2 separate regions of the Anser cygnoides genome follow, and region 2 is linked to region 1. Evidence: chromatin contacts called from public Hi-C data. All regions are on one chromosome and are shown on one strand. Each heading gives the region's core, a stretch centred on a gene start, on an enhancer-like site or on the middle of the called end of the contact. The rest is flanking DNA. Distances are from core to core; before and after follow the strand shown. Region 1 overlaps LDLRAD4 (low density lipoprotein receptor class A domain containing 4). Region 2 overlaps LDLRAD4 (low density lipoprotein receptor class A domain containing 4).

The links. A called contact is a pair of places that touch in the nucleus more often than the background predicts.
Region 2: a contact with region 1 is called in a Hi-C map of liver, with 4 times the contacts expected there. The contact joins two enhancer-like sites. A contact is called at or near these places in 2 of 7 Hi-C or Micro-C datasets (both in liver).

What each region holds. Positions count from the first base shown.
Region 1 is chr2:107,396,599-107,399,443 of Taihu_goose_T2T_genome, reverse strand. The region is part of intron 3 of LDLRAD4 (low density lipoprotein receptor class A domain containing 4); the gene reads left to right. LOC136790163 (a long non-coding RNA gene) reads left to right here. Exons shown (of 2, transcript XR_010829602.1): 1 at 1-2,845. Among named protein-coding and RNA genes, the nearest start is that of LDLRAD4, 120 kb to the left of the region's middle. Within about 2 kb of position 1,508, at least 2 of the 3 cell types and tissues checked have open chromatin away from gene starts, as enhancers often do. A contact at or near this core is called in liver, where this site is marked.
Region 2 is chr2:107,508,834-107,511,678 of Taihu_goose_T2T_genome, reverse strand. All of the region lies in intron 1 of LDLRAD4 (low density lipoprotein receptor class A domain containing 4), which reads left to right. Among named protein-coding and RNA genes, the nearest start is that of LDLRAD4, 10 kb to the left of the region's middle. Within about 2 kb of position 1,453, at least 2 of the 3 cell types and tissues checked have open chromatin away from gene starts, as enhancers often do. A contact at or near this core is called in liver, where this site is marked.

The sequences.
Region 1 (2,845 bases), core at 259-2,758:
AAGATCGGAAAAGCATCCCGTTCAGAATTGGCAGCTGTCTTATAATTACATTGTGGTTGTTAAACAGTCTGCTGCACGAAAAAGGTATCGCACTTGGCATCTGTTTGTTGAAGACAGTGTTATTTCATCTAGATTAAAATATAAAATCCCTTATTATTCACAGTGTTTGTGCTGTTCCTACTTGGGTTTCTTTATCTCTTTAGGACACGGGGAATGCTCTGTCTAGTAGATGAGACAAGTCTTTAATGGGTGACTTTAGTTCTGTTCTGCAAGAACTGAGGAAGAATAAAGAACAGACCAAATCATTTTCTATTATTTTTCTGTTCAGAAAAGCAAGAAGACTTCTTGTCTCTGGTTTGAAGTGCAGAGACGAGACTACTGCAGAAAACTTGACTTGCCCAATCCTTAGTCAAACAGCGAAACTGCTTTAAATTATATCCATCTTCAACATGAACTCAGCTAGCAAGACAAAACAATTTGAAGGTAAATTTGGAGTTTCTCTTCAAAGATGGTCTCTGGCATTTATAGAATACGCCTAAGAAAAATGATGGGGTGTCTCCACTTATGGTTAGTTCACGGGATACCTACATTTGCTAAACTATGTGAGAAAAGTACCCAAGCGCATAGCACTGACTTAAGAATGCAAAAAAAGCAACTTCTGCAATCCAGAGGGTTTTTTGTTTTTTTTTTGCCTTGTTTTGTTTTTTCCAGCAAGCATGCTGGCTCTGCTTTAGTTTCCTGCACCTGGCTGTAAAACAATAGACAATACAACTTGGACTCCATAATATAACCTTCCAAAATTTTGAAGGGTGTTATAAATAACTTACTGGTAAGTCAGAACAAGTCTAACATATCCTTGCTGTTATTTTTCCCCAGCATAGGTTGGCAATTTTTGTGCTGTTAGAATTTCAGGCAAAGGAGTAGTTTGAAAGTTGATATTCTGTCTTTGGTTTCATTAAAATGTTGGTTTTAGCAATCATTTATCAAGTTACTTCCTTCTGGATAGAAAAGAGGAGTCTGGCATATGCCTTCTTTCCCCTATTTCCCTCACTTCTTTCAAGTTTCAAAAGATACAGCTTTTAAAGGGTAAGGGTATTTTTCCTTTCAAAGAGGATGGGCACCTGGGGCTTCAGGTCTGGGACACGGCGGGGCAGTGCCCTGCCATGGTTTGTTCCCTGTCGTGGCATCGCTCCAAGCCCAAGCTGCCCTTGGCAGTGAGGGGGAGGTTAAGGATCGTGTTGTGTTCTCCCACAATGTTCATGATGTTATGCAAACAGCTATGTCAAGAATTTATTTATTGATCTAGCTTTTTTAAAGAGGAAATGTTAGGAAAAAAACTGACAACAGAGGGGAAAAACAGCCAGAAAGAAGAATTTTGGGTCCTATGAGATAAGTGTCGAACACTGATTCTTTGCAGAGAGCGCAGGAACACCAGCTGGCAATGCGTTTATTTTTGCTTCAGAATGTATTTGAGAAGTAAACAATTTAATAAACTTTCCATTTTAGTAGTTTTCAAGCCTTTTCTAGAAGGCAGCTATAAATCGTGTGAGAAAGATGTATAATTCTGTCTCTGGTATGCATCAAAGTTTTTATTGGTTAGTGACTTCAGTGCTGTTTTTTTTGTTGTTTGTTGTGTTTTTTGTTTTTTTTTTTTGGTGGGTCTGACAGTAGTATAGACCCCTTAAAACAAACAAAAATAAAGCTTCATATCTCTGAGTAAATCTCAAGTAAGTTTTCGCTCTTTACTATTTGGGATTTAGTGAAGTCTACAACTTTCAGACTGATGTACTGTCATTTGGGAAGTGTCTTTTAGGGCTCCCCAGCACAGGAGAGATGTGGACACACTGGAGAGAGAATCCATTAGTCATGAAGATGATCCTGGATCACCTCTTCTGTGAGGAGAGGCTGAGAGCTCCTCAGCCTGGAGAAGAGGAGGCTCTGGGGGATCTGTAATGTCTGTAAATATCCAAGGGGAAGGTGCAATGAGGATGGAGCCAGGCTCCTTGCAGTGGTGCCCAGTGGCAGGACAAGAGGCAGCGGGCACAGCTCTGAGCACCGGGCCGCACTTGTGTGCTGTGCGGGTGGCCGAGCACTGGCACAGGCTGCCCAGAGAGGCCGTGGGGTCTCCTCATGGAGACCTTCAGAAGCCGCCTGGACGTGGTGCTGGGCACCCTGCTCTGGGTGGCCCTGCTGGGGCAGGGGGCTGGGGCAGGGGGCCTCCAGAGGGACCTGACAGCCTCAGCCGTGCTGGGGTTCTGTGAAGATATGCCATATCTTTAAAGGAATTTTCTTGTACTGATTTTTTCCTCCTTCGTTTTTCATCTTCCTGTCCTGGAGATTTGCCTTATTTGAAGCTGTTGATTGCAAGCCAGTCTAAACCTTTAGTCTAGACAGATAAAGCTGCTGTTTGCAGCTTACCTTACTTGAAATCGTGGCAATTCCGCAGGTGCACAGAACTAGTTCTTAATAGATTTATTTTCCCTTCCCTTGTAGTTTGTGCCTGATTTTCCTATGCAGAGTGTCCACTGATCACTGAAATTGGTGAATCATCCTGTTTGTGCAGCATAACATCCAAGGCTGTGTCCATGCTGATGCAGTTATGATTGGTCAGATACCCACACTAACTTTCTGGGTGTCAGAAACACGATTGTATTAGTCTAGGAAAATTTCATGCTAATAAGGATAGGTAAATCCAAGTTAATTCAGTGCTCATACATGTTACTACACTGTCCTGTGTAAGCCAACCCTAAAGCTGTTGTTCCGGAGCCTAGCTATCGCCCTCATTTAATTTTGTCAGAAAGTTCTGACCCCCAGGATGGATAGGATATATCTGAGCAATTTTGCT
Region 2 (2,845 bases), core at 204-2,703, 110 kb before region 1:
ACTGTTCTCATGCATCCTGATGGCACTTGGTCGTTCATCTGTGGGGAACGAAACCCCCTTGGTTCTTATCTAGGTAAATCAGACTTCTTAAATTGCTGGTATCATTTTAAGACAAATATTTCTTGCCAGTTACACAGCGAATGGGAAAATTTTTAAGGAAGAAACAGAACTGAATGATAAATGTGACAAAAATATTTATTACAGGGCTTTTCACTGAAGAATAATCTCTGATGTGAGCGGCTCTTACTTCCAGGTGATGTTTGCCTCCTTTCAAACTGACCAAACAGCAATCCTTCCCTCAAAAACGTAAAGCAAAACTTGCTCTCGAATTCTTCGTTTCTGCTCCCTGCTGGAGTCATCCAGTTTTGTTGATCATGATGTAATCTGTTGCATAACCGGAGAATACGGAGCCTACTGCTACAGCCTGCTTCTTTCTTGGCACTGCCGGGAGGCTTCAAAGAGCGACTGTGCGTGTGAGGCGGCTGCTCTACCAGCAAGACCAAGAGGATCAAAGCATATGTTTAGAAACGAAAAACAACTCGAAGGAACGATGACCACATGACTGCCATCCGGAAAGTGAAAGTGCTCTCACAAAAATGAGCTATTTTGAAGTTTAGAATAATTATTTCAAATTTTATGGAGCCAGAAAAGATCAGGGAAATTCATAACGATCTTATTTTGTAGCTACTTGATAGGAGAAAATTTCTCATGTTTTGGATGATTGGATGTTTTGACAGTTGTATGCAGTTTAATTATTTTGTGCAGGACTTTTATGCTGCATCATGTTGCTTTCTTGGCTTTTTTTCTAGTGTTTGTAGTTAGTTTTTACCTAAAATCAGTAGAAAAATTACTTTGAAAGTAAGAAAAGAATTGCAGGAAATTTTTTATGTAGAATTTTTCTCTGAAGGTTGAACAGTTGTTTCAAGATCATGTTTAATGAGCTTGGGAAAAATACAGATTTTGTTCTTTAATTTCACAATAAATGGAAAGAATTTGTCTTCATAGTATCCCTAGACAGTTCAGATGAAAATGCCTGGTTTGTCAGGAAATACCTAATTTAAGACCATCTTAATTATCTTTCAGAGAATTTCATTAATCAAGTTTTCTTTATTATTCCTTGTTCTTTAGCTATGCTTTACATTATGATATACCACATGCTTAAACCGCTCCTTTTTCAATGTCAAATGTTCAATTTTTTCACTTTCAATACTGAATATTTTTATTTAAGCGTTTCCTGATGGCATTAATATTTACCTGTGCTGATGCAGTAAGTTGTCATAATGGGGATGTAGCCTTCTTTGCTTCGTGTTTTTGGTGAAAATGGGTATGATACACAAAATATTAAAAAGAAACCGCGTGGCTTTCACACGGTCAGCTTTATGGCACTGTTCTAGCTCCTGTTCCATTTGCTGTTTACCTTCATCCTGCTTTGTGTTTTCTGTTACAGGGAACATGATAGTAGTTTGCTTTTTCGTGCGCATCAAGTCTAGATGTGAACCTACTAGAGAGGCAGAGGAGTGAGTGTTGAAGATGGGTGAGCTTACTGCTCTCTCCTTGCCGTCCTTCTCTAGTCCTCTGCATGGTGAGCCAGTGCCTGTGCCTCTACTGTTGCAGCAGTTGGCACGTATGTAGTGTTTCTCATATGCTGTGAACCCTAAGAAAAACTGCAAAGCACAATGTGATCACTCTTGATAGACGCTCACTAAAGTGTAGCACCCTGATAAAGTGTATGGCACTCTTCCCACGCTTAACAAATCTGGGATTATTGTTTAACCAGGATTTGGAACTCCAGCGTCAGAAACACTCCTCCTCTCCTCTTATCCCCTCTTCTTTCTTTGATAAGCCCCACTGTGTATATGTGCAAAATTACATGCTCTGAGGAGAGTTTGTTCTGACGACTGCAGGAGGAAGCCACAGTTGGGATTTCTGCTTTCTTTCTGTGACCGCTTTGCCCTCGGTGGTGGTGCCTGTTCCTCCTCTGGCACTTCCTCCTGGTGCAGGGAGGAAGGGATGCTCTGTCACACCGGGCCCTCTTGAGACCACAGCTGCGAGACTCTTGCTTACATTTTAAAGAATATGAGCAACCTGTATCTTTTCAAAGATGTGCTAGCCAAATTCGGAAATTATCCTGAGGATTACACAAAAGGTGTTTTCCTTATCCAAAAACTACCCCGGACCCTTTCTTGGAAGCATCAGTCTTTGAAAGCTTTCCTTTAAAAAGTCTTTCTTTTTAACAAGAGCCAAATGAGATATTTTTCTTTGTCCTCCTTCATGAGCCAGCTGGCTGAAATTAAAATACTTTAACAATTAAGACTTAAGGCAGCATGACTCAGCATGAAAAAATTCAGATCAATGTTTAAAGCTTAGCAGAGTTATAAATAACTTCAGGGATGGACAGTGCTCTCAGCCCTGATGGTAAGGCTGAGGGGCAGCTGAGAATGTTTTCTACTGTGCGTTTACAAATTCGAATATAAAGCTCACTAAAGCTAACCAGAGGTAAAGATCAAATGTTCTTTAGTTTCTTTAGCTCTTGGGTGTTTTTGAGGTAAAATTCTGGCCGTGCTGAAATCTATGGAAGATTTAATAGGATAGGAGATAAAAATGTTATGGGTTTTCTTTTGCTTTCTTTTTCTTGGGTAGGAACTTTGTCAGAAAATGCTCAAAGTTCTCCTTTTTGCAGCTTTAGTCTTTAGCAGGAAGACAACGTGCTAGGTGAACGTGGTTTTCTTTTTTTTTATGCTATTTACTATGTCAGCTTCTTGTGAAAGAGCTGGATTTATCAGCCCTTTTGACATCGGTCTTTTCTGTCACTAGCTTTGAAATACTACCTGCACTGTAGAATGGC